Linked DNA regions of Hordeum vulgare: all the other regions are linked to region 3. Evidence: chromatin contacts called from public Hi-C data. All regions are on one chromosome and are shown on one strand. The core of a region is the stretch at or near the end of the contact, and the rest is flanking DNA. Distances in the headings are between cores, read along the strand shown.

Evidence for each region. Hi-C and Micro-C count contacts between places; a contact is called where the count stands out from the background.
Region 1: a contact with region 3 is called in a Hi-C map of leaf, with 2.1 times the contacts expected there. The contact joins the promoter of LOC123424685 here to the enhancer-like site in region 3. A contact is called at or near these places in 2 of 6 Hi-C or Micro-C datasets (leaf and seedling).
Region 2: a contact with region 3 is called in a Hi-C map of leaf, with 6 times the contacts expected there. The contact joins two enhancer-like sites. A contact is called at or near these places in 3 of 6 Hi-C or Micro-C datasets (leaf and seedling).

The regions. Positions count from the first base shown.
Region 1 is chr2H:36,269,635-36,273,984 of MorexV3_pseudomolecules_assembly, reverse strand. It overlaps LOC123424685 (NAC domain-containing protein 92-like), which reads left to right and starts at 2,493. Exons shown (of 3, transcript XM_045108349.1): 1 at 2,493-2,865; 2 at 2,941-3,227; 3 at 3,413-4,350. The coding sequence starts at 2,670. The coding sequence ends at 4,006.
Region 2 is chr2H:36,174,458-36,179,009 of MorexV3_pseudomolecules_assembly, reverse strand. No RefSeq gene overlaps it. Among protein-coding and RNA genes, the nearest start is that of LOC123429435, 64 kb to the right of the region's middle. Within about 2 kb of position 1,304, at least 3 of the 3 cell types and tissues checked have open chromatin away from gene starts, as enhancers often do. A contact at or near this core is called in leaf, where this site is marked.
Region 3 is chr2H:36,406,517-36,411,032 of MorexV3_pseudomolecules_assembly, reverse strand. No RefSeq gene overlaps it. Among protein-coding and RNA genes, the nearest start is that of LOC123424687, 41 kb to the left of the region's middle. Within about 2 kb of position 2,507, at least 2 of the 3 cell types and tissues checked have open chromatin away from gene starts, as enhancers often do. A contact at or near this core is called in leaf, where this site is marked.

The DNA of each region.
Region 1 (4,350 bases), core at 1,244-3,743, 140 kb after region 3:
CAAACAGAACTGTTTCCTAGCAGTGGGTTGCACCCTTGACGCACAAAAATAGCACTACTACGCCTACGCCCATGCCGGGGCAAAAAGAGCAAAAAAAGCACCGGCAAAACACCGTCGCTTTTGCCCATGAAAAAGGCCAGAAAAAATCGGGCAAAAAGGACCAGCAGACGCTTAGGCGACAAGGGTTTTTCATCGGCCATGCATCTGCATTTCGTTTCTGCCCTTCGGGACCAAGCAAAACACATCGGCCCGGCGACGATCATGGCCGACCACGGCAATATATGCAATACTATACTCACGTTTAAAACCGGCCGGCTTTGGAGTAAAACATTTCCACAGAATCTCTCTCCCTCCCCCTCTCTCTCTCTCTCTCTCTCATATGCTGTGGGGTTTTTATATGTCACGTTGGGAGAAATTAATGGCGGACGAAACTTTCATCCCAATCCATATATCCGTGATCGTAGGTACAGTGTTGCTGTCGAGGAATGATAAGAGGAGGACTTGTCTGCTTCCGGAAACTGATAACGCGACCCTGACCGGCGAACAGGTCCACCAACGCCGCATACATTTGCGGGTCGAGATTCCCCGTCCTGCAGCTTCTACCAACAAACCCATGAGCAATTATGGAAGTGCTAATTACCGACCATCACCGGATAATTGCATGCATGCATGCATGTATAGCATCATACATCTTCTTCTGTATTCTTCTGAACCCACCGTTTTCTGAATTGCTGTGTGCGAGGAAACTGCTGGATTTTGTGTGCCAACGAACTGCCAGTACTGAATTTTCCAGGAAATTATGGAAGTGTTAGCCGCAAAAAGGGGCTTGCTAATTACCGACCATCAGTTGATGATTGATTGCATACATGTACAGCGTCATCTTCTACGGTATTGTTCTGAATCTGAACTGAACCCACTGGTTTCTGAATTGCTGTGTGCGAGGAAACTGCTGCCAATGCACAGCTGCATTTTCCGACGCTGGCAAATTACCTGACATAGTACAAAATTCAGACAGACATCTTTATATTTCGTACTACTGACAATCTAGGATGCATTACAGGTACGAATGGGATAATATTTCAGCTCCAGAAAAGAGCAGCTGGTTCATGGACAGGCGAAGAAACGTCCAGGAAACTGCATGGGCTGCAACTGTATCTAGTTTACTCATGACAAAATTTCCTGAACTAAATCCACATTTTTTTTCTTCAGGTACTCCTGTCAGTTGTGATTAGACCAGCCACGGCAGCAGAGGCAACGCCTGACATAAGCATTCCGCGTCATGCCTGAATTTTCCGTGGCGCGCACTGCACCTCAATCAAATTGATTATGAGATAGGAAAGTTAATTCCAAGTGCATTTAATGCACTCAAGATTTAGTCTCTGCGCACATAAACAAAACCTATCTCCTGGCCGACCCGAGCATCATACGCGTCCAGGTCCATAAGCTCAACATTAATGACATAATTTCTCCGCGGTATTATCCTCTTCACATTACTTAGTGGCCAAGTATATACTAGTATCAGTTTTCGCGGGTTCGCAGCGCATCATCCTCCTAGCGCAATGTAATTGGAATATACTCCCTCTGTACCGTAATACTATTATTTATTGTTAAAAAACTAATCTAGCTCCCCCAACAACAAGTATTTAGAAACAGAGAGTATATACAGTGTTTTGCACAGTCGAACATTTGGAATTTACCACAAAGCGTGAAATTTGGATTTATTACCAGCTTCCTAAAACCAGTACATTTTCACGTGCCGTTTTGTGCGCCGTGCAGTACTGGCACGCACGCACGCACGCACGAACGTACGTGTCAGCCGGCGACACATGACAAGGATCGGGCGAGCTGGGCTCGGTGAGAAAAGGATATTTGTACCACTTGAGATTTTAACCTCTCGATTCGACAACGCAGGCCGGCACGCTTTCGCCCCGGAACTCGCCGCAGCGTTTTCCCTGAATTTCGTGTGGCTGCGTCTGGACGGCGGCCTCGCCCGGAATTTGGCCGGACGTTAACGCTCGTGGTTACCGATATCTATCGTGGCCACTGCAGAAGGCGAATTCCGGGACGAATCATCGGCGGCTGAGGCTCGATCACACACAAAAACAGCAGGGAAGCCGACGTGTGCCGCAGCGTGCTGCGTACCACCGGCACCGTCACTTCCGTTCAAACCTTCTCCATGTGGTACATAATCATTGGCAGCTAACGGCGCGTGCGTACGTGTGTGAGAGAGAGAGAAATAGAGTTGGCAGATTAGCCGGGCAGCAGATGATTAGGCAATGTTTATCTGCAAGTACTACTCATTGGCAACCTAGCCGGCAGCAGCTTCGATTTACCGCCGTTGGATTATTACAGTGCAGTTAATCACCATAGATTAGTACTCGTACTAGTAGCAGTAAAAAAGTGAGTAAATTAGCGGGGCGCGCGGCTCTGGCCGGAAGTTGTCTTCCCACGCACGCCATTCCGAAGCTATAAAGCCACCCCCAGAGCGCCGCTCCATCCCAGTCTTCTGAAGCCCAAAGCGTCGGATCAATCAGAAAGAAATCATCTCTCGACATATCTAGAGCTCTTCTTCTTCTTCTTCTTCTTCCTCCTCCTCCTCAGCTCCCGAGCTCATCCTGAGCATAGCAAGGCAAGCCATAGCCGGAAGATCCGGTCGAGAGGGCGGGACCATGTCGGACGTGACGGAGGTGATGGATCTGGGGGCGGAGGAGCCGCGGCTGTCGCTCCCGCCGGGCTTCCGGTTCCACCCGACCGATGAGGAGGTGGTCACCCACTACCTCACCCCCAAGGCCGTCAACAACTCCTTCTCCTGCCTCGTGATCGCCGACGTCGACCTCAACAAGACCGAGCCGTGGGACCTCCCCGGTGAGTACTACTGCTCCTCCTCCTCCGGTTCGATCGGGTTTGCAGGCAGGGAGGCTCATGGCGGTGGTTTTGCAGGGAAGGCGAAGATGGGGGAGAAGGAGTGGTACTTCTTCGTGCACAAGGACCGCAAGTACCCGACGGGGACGCGCACCAACCGGGCCACGGAGCGCGGCTACTGGAAGGCGACGGGGAAGGACAAGGAGATCTTCCGCGGCAAGGGCCGGGACGCCGTGCTCGTCGGCATGAAGAAGACGCTCGTCTTCTACACCGGCCGCGCCCCCCGCGGCGATAAGACGCCCTACGTCATGCACGAGTACCGCCTCGAGGGCCAGCTGCCCCACCGCCTCCACCGCTCAGCCAAGGTACCGCAAGATTCGATTTTGGCTCCGTCTCCGGCCGGCCGTGTCGATGATCGATCGATCGAGCCGCCGGAGCGTCCGGAGATGCCGCCGGCTGGACCGCGCACCGGATTTGTTTCCTGCTTCTTATTTTCCTCGTGTTGTTTCCTCGCTCACCCTTGCCTTGCCTGTTGCGTGCGTGCGTGCAGAACGATTGGGCTGTTTGCCGGGTGTTCGACAAAGACTTGGCGGCGAAGAATGCGCCGCAAGTGCCGCCACCGCCGGCGGCCGCCGGGGCCATGGAGGACCCGTACGCCTTTCTCGACGACTTCCTCAACAACCCCGACCTGCCGATGCTCATGGACTCCCCCTCCGGCGCGGACGACTTCGCCGCCGCGTCGAGCTCGACCTCCAGCGCGGCCCTGCCGCTCGAGCCGGACACGGAGCAGCTGACCATCAAGACGGAGCCGCCGGTGACGCAGCAGCAGATGCAGAGCCCCAACTACTTCTTCATGCCGGCGACGACGGGCAGCGGCAACCACGGCGGCGGCGCCGGGTACTCGCCCTACCTGCAGGGAGCCATGGGCGGGGACCAGCAGGCGGCGATCCGCAGGCACTGCAAGCCGGAGGCGGCGTCATCGTCGGCGCTGCTGCAGACCCCTTCGCTCGGCTTCTTCGACACGGGCGCGCTCGCCGGCGCCGCGGACACCTCGTTCCCGATGATGCCGTCGTCGCGGTCGTACGTCGATCTGGAGCAGCTGTGCCGGGGCGAGCCTCCCATGGACTTCTCCAACATGTGGTAGATCCATCTGAAATCCATCCATCCATCCATCCATCTACCCGATGGACAGGATCGTCTCCGGCCGTTTGCTTTGGTGGTAGCCATAGATGGTTAATTAATTTGGTTGGTGCTAGCCGGTGGATTGATTAGTTTGCTTCATTAACTTGGATTAAGGATTGGGTTAATTAGCCGGCGACGATTCGAGGAGGAGGAGGATCGTCGTGTGTGTGTTTGTTGTTGATGCGTGCAAGGCATAATGATGGCCTGTGAGCGAGGGGGAGTGCTGATTAATCTTGATTAGGGTGTGATATCAAACTGCTAGTAGGAGGCATGCATCTGTAGTTTGTACATACATAGTCACCTGAT
Region 2 (4,552 bases), core at 55-2,554, 230 kb after region 3:
TTTACAATAAGCCGGTATCGTACACGACCCCTACCCTTGATCGGGATAGGTTTGTTCTTAAGCCGGCACCGCCTACGCCAATTTAGGCCATCTGTTCATTTTTTCTTTTATTTTTTTATTTGAAGCAAAAACATTTTTTGAATTTGAAGAACAATTTTAAAAAAACATGAACAAATTTGGAAGCGCGAACAATTTTTTAGTACACGGACATTTTTTGAATCTTAAGACCAAAATTTTGAAAAGGAGAACAATTTTGAAAAACCCCAAACAAATTTAAAACCGCGAACAAATTTTTAAAGCACGAACATTTTTTGAATTTTGAGAACAAATTTTGAAACAGAGAACAATTTTAAAAAGCGTGAACAAATTTGGAAACGTGAACAATTTTTTAAAGCACGAACATTTTTTGAATCTTGAGAACAAAATTTTAAAAAGAAGAACAGTTTTTAAAAAACCCAAAGAAATTTGAAAGCACGAACAAATTTTTAAAGCATGAACATTTTATGAATTTTGATAACAAATTTTGAAACCGAGAACAATTTAAAAAACGTGAACATATTTGGAAGCGCGAACTGTTTTTTAAAGCATGAACATTTCTTGAATCTTGAGAACAAATTTGTTAAAAAGGACAATAATTTTGAAAAACTCGAACAAATTTGCAAGCGTGGACAAAATTTTAAAGCATGATTATTTTTTTGAATTTGAGAACAAATATTGTAATAGAGAACAATTTAAAAAAACGTGAACAAATTTCGAAGCGCGAACAATTTTTTGAAGCACGGACATTTTTTGAATCTCGAGAATTTTTTTGAAACTAGGAATACATTTTAAAAACTTCAAACAAATTTAGAAGCACAAACAAATTTTTAAAGTGCGAACAATATTTTTAATTTTGAGATCAAATTTGGAAACTGAAAACAATTTTGCAAGCGCGAACATTTTTTATAATCAAGAACATTTTTTGAAAATCTAAAAATATTTTTTGAACATCCAGAACATTTTTTGAAGCAGAAACAGAAAAAAAAGTGAAAATAATAAATAAAAATGAAAAATAAAAAAATCGGTTCAGGGATCCTTCTAGAAGCCCCGACACGGAAGGTTCCGAAAACCGAAAAGACCAGCTGGGAACCTGTAGAAGGTTCACAAAACCAGGCAGCCCGATCGATCTCCCGCTCTGTGCGAAGCCCCGGGGCTTCGCACAGAGTGTCAAATAGATTTTTCCCTTCGAACCAGGCAAGTGGGTCTTTGCCTTTCACGGGCCGGCTTACGTTCAGGCCCACGTCTTCGTGACCCGGGCTGGATTGACCGCCTTATGTCATGGCTAATATCCTCAACACAGGCCCCCATCATTGTCCTCTGGTCTTGGCCCAAGCTAGAACACACGACACCATGCCCGTATCCAATAGTTAGTGCAGGTGATGAGCAATCATCTGAAGGACATTGCCAAGGATTTTATTTTTGCATTGCATGAAATATTGGCGGAAGATGACTTTTTCCGTCTCGTGGTGACTCTCTGGGCAATCTGGGGAGCTAGGAGGAAACAATTAATGAGGACATTTTTCAGTCGCCGGCAGCAGTACACAACTTCATCAATTCATATTTCTGGGAGTTGAATGCGATCAAGCATACATCTGTCCCTGCTAGGGCCAACAATTCTCCACAACAAATACCACAATGGATTTCTCCAGCACTTGGTTTTGCGAAGTTCAATGCAGATGGATCTGTTTCTAGACATGGTTTTGGGTGTGTTGAGGTGATTTCGAGGGGTCAAGAGGGCAATTTCCTGGGAGCTTCAACGTTTGATTTCAGATTTATATCAGATCCACCAACCCTGAAAGCTTTGGCAATCAGAGAAGCGCTGGCGCTCGCGAATCATCTATACATTCAAAACGTTCAGGTTACTTCAGATTACGAGGTACTAGTGAATGATATCCTGAATCGTTCCTCGGCCACCTATGGGACGATAGTTCAAGAAATCTTAGACATTTCTGTTTTTTTTTAATTCTTGTAAGTTCGTTTACAAACGAAGGAGCTTTAATTTTAAAGCTCACAATTTAACGAAGCATGCTTTTACCCATGTTTGGGTCATCCGAAAAATCTGACATCCATCTGTGTAAATATAGTAACGAATTAATAAAGCTTCGCAGAATTGTTTAAAAAAAAAGATCCATCAGCACCGATATATCTGGCAGCATAACTGTCCTTCTCGAAGACGCCTTGAACCTTCGCCTATGCTGAAAATGCAAGAACGTCACCCAATCCACCCGCATGTTCCGGCCTTGCCAGGAACACGAGGAGTAACCGGTACTTTAGGCCTTACTAGTTTATTTTAGGCAATTAGTGGGGATTATCCCGATCAAACCCCTAAATTCCCACATATCTCATAACATCATTTGGTTCTAGTGTATTTGGCATGTTTCATCTCCATATTTTCTCATAAATTTTTAAATTATAGTGCATTTTTCTCAATACACAATACACTACCCTTACCTAATGGATTGGGGATAAACGGGGATTTGAAGGGATTAGGTGAAGGTTGGAGTTTCATCCGATTATCCCCACCAATTTTCTTAAAAACACTAGTACCAAATAAGGCCTTAAGGGAAGCATTTGAGCCTGAGTGTAAATACTCCACGTCCAGTCAGGTGATCCTTTTGTCCATGGTAAATCAGAAGGCCATTGTAAAAGTAATGACGGGCAGTTTGTGTTGGCGTCCAGTCAAACGCAGGGTGCGCGTGTAAAAGATCGTGAAAGCAATTGATCGACGTCCAACGACAGAGAGAAAATTAGGAGATCCAAAGAGTAACATAGTGATGATGTGTTTCATTGCTAAAGCAACAGCAGCCCTAGAAAAACCATGTGTAGCAATTGACTGTTCAACCAATGTTTTAATCGTATTACTTCAGTTCAGAGTTCGAGAGATGAGGAACGCTCAACTGCTGGCCTTGGCACTACTCGTCCCGGCCGTCTCTGCTCGTGGCACTTCTTCAGCTTTGCCGCTGGACTACCACTGTTTCTCTCGGAGCTTAGCTCCATCGACCGAATGTCGTCAGTCCAAAAGCTGAAATGACTCGATCCGTTGCGTGTTTCTTTCGGAGCTTAGCCCCATCAACGTTGGAAATGCTACTGCCAGTCCTAGTCCTATCGTAACGAGCAGGGCCAGGTGGCAGGAATCTGCTGCTGGCTCATCGGAGGATGCCGGGCTGGTCTCTCCCGCCGGCGTGACACGTGTAGAGTTGGTAATCCTGATGGGTGATGGCTTCTCCTCCTCCTCCCCGGCCGGTGAACAGGTGGCGCACGCACCGGGCGTTGCAGAGATAACGTCGCCAGCAGCGAATCCTTTCGACAGTTTCAGAAGCAAGGGTTTGATTTTTAGTATTTGATAGCATGTGTTGGATTATTAGCCTAATTGAAGCAACCGTTCATAGCCAAATATATGTGCGTGCTTGTGTGATGAATCGCTTTCGAAAAGTTTGAGATTCAGATGTGTCATGACTCATGACCCGGACCCGGTGATGGCTGCCTAATAAGTGCAGAGAGGTGGTGAGCGAAGGCACTCAACGGCCCGTCGTTTGCCCAGCCCCTTGACCCGCCACAAATCTTCCTCAAATAGACAACGCTGCTGTCCCGTTTGCCAGAAAGTACCATACCCTGGAATATCCTACCTCGAGCACCTGAATCACATAAAATCTGCAATAATTTTCAGAGACGATGTAAACTTATTACCGGATAACCCAAGCATGGCCGTGTATGTATGTGCTTAGCCGTGGACAGGAGAGGGACACCATAGACATTGTTATTGCGGGCTTCAGATCGTTGGCTCTCGGTCTAGCGCCTCTACCCCACCCCATGTAGGGCAATAAGCCACGGCGAGCGGCGATGCAGAGCGCGTGCGTGCGCGCGGTAGATGCATTGGGCTCGGCCCATGGCAGGTTTGGTCGTGTGTGTGTGTCCACGCGTTCGAGCCCGTGGGCCGTTGCGTGTAGGCGAGATGCGCGGAGGGGTGACCGCGTCAGAGCGCGAGGTTCGGCCGTGCGGGCGTGTGCGCGCGCCGGACGCGCGAGCTGGGAGCGTGGAGCGTGGGGATCGTGGGAGGCTCGCGGCGTGTCTGTGCACGCGTATAAGAGCTCCCAGTCTCTCGTGTGTATTGCGCGCTGAGTGGGAGTTCGTGCTCCGGGAGGAATACACGAAAGCTGTACGCGCGGCGAAGGTGTTTGTGCACGGGGAAAGCTTCTGTGTTCATTCGTTTCTCCTCCGAGCGTGTCTCCGGTGATCGCCGGCGGCTAGGGGTTCCATTTTTGCGCTAACACTTGGTATCAGAGCCTCGGTTCGGGAGCTCGCCGGCGGCGATGGCGATCGTGCCACACGGTGGAGGCGCGGGCAGTTCGATGTCGATGGCGATGCCGATGCTCACGTCGGACAACTACACGGTGTGGGCCATCAAGGCGCAGGCGATCCTCGACGTCCACACCGTGTGGGAGGCGGTGGCGCCGGGCGACGCGGTGGTGAACGCGAGGAAGGACAAGGCGGCGCGCGCGATGCTCCTGGGAGC
Region 3 (4,516 bases), core at 1,258-3,757:
CCAGTCACTAACGACGACATCTCCACCACCTAGGCCACTTACGCCGCACTAGGGAAGCCCCGCCGAAATCCGTCCTAAACTCGCCGGAATTCATAACCGCACGCCGGGAAAGGCCGCCGGACGCCGCAATCGATCGCCACCGGTTTGAATTGGACGAGCTCGACCTCGCCATGGCCTCCCATGACCTCAGCCTGGCCAGCGGAATCCTCCCAGCGCGGCAGGCAAAGGGGCATGGCTTGGCCGGTGCGACTGGCAACAGTGCATGGCGCTGACGACGGAGGCGGCGGGGCATGGCCGGTGGGCGAGAAGGCTGGGCGCGGCCGGCGTGGTGATTGGGCGCGGCCGACGGGGAGGGGACGCGGGCGACGGGCGACGGGGCGCAACCGACGGGGTTGGATGCGGCCGGCTGGAGAAAGGGACGGCGGCCGCTGGACCCGAGGAATGAGCACTTTATCGCAGTATTACAGTTTTTATTCGGGCGTAGCTAAAATGAACTTTTAGAAAACCCTTTCTCAACCCGTATCTGAGTTTTACAATTTACGTTTTTAGGGGGTCTGCTAGAGATGCTCTAAGCACACTAACTAGAGAGGCAATCCTAACAATGTAAAGTCAGACAACCACGAAGCCAGCACCGAGGGCTTCACGAGCATGAAAGACGACGCCTCCAGGAAGGAAAACAACGCCATGGCGCCACCGTCATCTGATCTAAAAAATCAGATCTAAGATTTTTCTGAAGCTCGAAGATGGATACGAAGAGAGACCATGACAACGCCTCCAAGGAAGGGACGACACTCACAAGTGTCACCGTTGCCAGCATCAACAAGCCGAGCGGCGATTTCTTCCCCTATGACTGAGCAATCCCAAAGCCACCGGAACAAAACCAGAGTCAAAAGCCACGCGTAGGTCGAAGAAAAAACAATTAGGTGGTGTTTTTTTAGAGGGAGTAGACTAAAAAAAGTCTCTTTTAGTTTCTAGGTAAAGAAACAGAAGGAACTTTTTCTCAAGGGATTAGAAAAATACTCTATTGAAGGGACTTTTTTCTTTAGTTCATGGGACTAAAAAAAAGTCTAGTCCCTTGAAAAGAAACACCACCTTATACTACACTGTTAAAAAAAAAATCATACTCTTCATGAGCAGATTGTGGCTGAGAGATCGCCCACATCTTCCTCTGTATTTTTTCTTCAATTTTCCGCTCTTGTGCATTTGCAATCGCATAATACTCTTTATTTGTTTCCTATCGAATTTCCTGGCCGGAGGCGTCTTCGTCGCGGTTTGAACATCGTTGCCAATGATGCGCTGACGTAGACAGCCTCGTGGACTCGCTGTTCATCTCCCATGCTTCTTCCGGCATCTCCCGATCGACGGGATCTCTCGATTATAAAATTGAAGGCCAGGCCGGAAGACATTTTCTCTGGATATGTTTTTCACGTTCTTGTAAGCAGCTACCAAGCGTATGCATATATCTGTCCCTGTCGTCGGCCTCTACGTGTCCACTGTACGTGGCTCTCTAGTTCTGGTACGCACGACAGCTGGTATTACCCTGTTGTACACACAATGCAGATACAAGTCGATCCAGTACAGCTCGGCGCCAAGCAGCGGAATGTAGGGTTAGATATAGATGTGGATGTGGAAAGAAAAATGCATATTAGATATATCTAGCAGCTCGTGGATGTGGATGTGGATGCTCGGCGCCAAGCAACCCTACAATATATAGCCATCGTCCATCGTCTGTTACATGTACATCATGAATCCAGCTTGGAAGAAAAATGCATATTAGATATATCTATTGTAGGGTTAGATAGATGTAGATTCAGTGAGATGTACACGCGGCATGCATGCCTGCGTCATTCCGGCGGCTTGCCTTCTCGTGTTAGCATAGCAACGATCGACCGGGCTGTTGCTTCAGTGTGTTGGTGAAGCACCAACAATTTAAGATCCATCTATCTATACTTTACAAATATATAGTGCCCATGACGACGACGACATGGTTAGTTAATTAGTAGTTTAATTAATCAATCGGCCTCAGGAAGACATGTGGCCAGGGAGGGGATGCATGAGAGGCTTGTGCGTGCTGCAACATCTCATGTCGTTGGCGTCATGGCGTGTGAGGTGCTAGGCTAGCTGCACCGGGCAGGGCCACCGCTAGCTGCATGCGGGCGCGCGCGGAACCTGTTCGACCAAGCCTCGGCACGTAGCCAACGTTGCATTATCCCCACGCAACTCTGCATATGCATCTGCTCCACTCCATTGCTGAGTAGGAAATGTTGTGTGTGTGGTAAGGGATGTCGCTGACAGAAGGAGCAAGATCACTCTTCTTGCTTCTTCGTGAAGAACAAATCAACATGGGGGAAAACACATGCCGTATGTGATGGCAATGCATGCAAGACAAGACAGCATGCATGAAGCATGCAAACCGAGAGAGGAGAACCAACTAAACCGTCCAAATCATGAACAGACGAAAACGATGACCTTGCTACAGTGCGTAAGTTGAGTCCTACTTCTGGCAGCACAGTTGCAACCTTCGTACGTACGTGGACAATCCCTCGACCATGCACTCAACGGTTTGGGCAAAGGTCTGGGATGATTGCATTTATTGCCGGACGTCGACGTCGATCTCTTCTCCATAAATCCCACGCGCTAGCCTCCAAAACCGATCGTATTTGCTTCAAGCATCCATGCCATGCATGATGCATGCGTGCGTGCGTGCCAATGTTCGACCGGAACGATCGACGAGCATCGTGTTCTCTGCTGCCGATACACCAGGTCCGCGGCTAGGTACAGCTAGCGCTAAATTTTCATGTGGTTTCTACACAAAAAAGTTGTATTAACCAAAGATAATTTGTTAAGACGAAGTTGGATAGACAAGTCTACTTGTTGTTATTGAAACTATCAGACACCTCTTTCTGAACTATCCACATGCAAAATTATTATGGCGCATTATTCATATAGCCTTTGACATTAATCCACCAACAAGCATTAATACGCCATTTGAAACGTGGCTCAATGAAGTAGACGTACATCTAGCGAATCATATCCTAATTGGAATAAGTGATGTTTTTTGAGCTATATGGAACACCATAAATGATATGATCTTTAATGGCAAGAACTTCACTAATTTTTTACAGGTTATCTACAGAGTCACGTCTTGAATCCGTACGTGGTCGTTACTTAGTCATGCGGGTTCCAGGGAGCTTATGGCTATTGGATGCAACCGGTGGAAGACGGTCGCATGGACTATCTTCGATCGATTTGGATGACAGGCTAATAATAGGCTAGTTGTATAGGCATCGTAGCCTTTTTTAGTGTTGTCGGAAATGACAGATGAATAATCCATCTTTAGATTTGCTTATTTTGTTCAGTTTACGAGACTATTATAGACCTAAGACCTTGTTATTGATATTCCTTAATAATATGTTTGAATGCATCGATTGATGAAGAGGCCGGGGGCATTGTTCCTCCTTTTTCCAAAAAAAAAAGAAGTACAGCTAGCGCTAGTCATGAAACCTTGGAGCATGCATGATCGATCATTGGAGCACCACGTACGTGCGTAGTATAGCTAGGTCCATACTGTTGTGCCTTGGCCGTGAAACGTACGTGGCAGGCGTGTGCCATTTGGTCAAGTGGATGTGGACGACAGGGCTTGCCGCATCTACCAGCTAGCTGCGGGGAAGAAGACGGGCATGCGTGTAATGTATATGGCTCCATCAAAACCTGAACGAATGAGCAACAAAATGAAAGAAAAAGAGATGCCTCCCTTCATCTTGACAAACAGAACGAGCAAAGAAAACTGCAAGTAGGTAAAGTATAATTAACCAAGCCACGCACGGGCATGCAGCACATCCCTGTCGCGCGTCTAATCACGTCCTATTTAGCTGCTACTAGTAGCAAGAGTCCCCGACGCCCTGCACACTGTGTTAAACATATGCCATATATGCCGTGCCCGCCGCTCTGATTCCATCCGTACGAACGCTCTTGGCGGCATGGCAGTGCCACGACGGTGCCCGGAAATCACAAACGGCGGCGGCATGGCAGTGCCCGGAAATCACAAACGGCGGTGCCATGGCGTGCGAGCGCTGAACTTACTACTACCCGCTTTCACATCCTAACAAGCAACGGTTTAATCAACGTTAAATAAGTGAAACTCCGAACGATTAAGCGGGCATATAATTGGTGCAAGTCGGCACGAGGTTCCGGTAGGCTCACGTTCGAGCCTCGTTACGTGATCCATGTAGTAGCAAGCATGATTAGCGTCGCTGTCTTTAGGCGATCATGCTAATAAGAGATGAGATAAAATACCATCTCCTCCTTTTTTTACCTGTCGGAAAAAGTCTGAACGTCCCGTCACGGGCCGTTAGATTCAGAGGTGATTGCACACTTGTTCCCTCTGTTAGGTCACCTACACCATTGACTCGATGCGCTCTCACAATCACCAATAATGTCTGAACCAACAACGTCAGGATAAAACTGGCTGCTTTATCTTACTCCCAAGTACCCAGTTTGACAAGAGGAAAAGCGA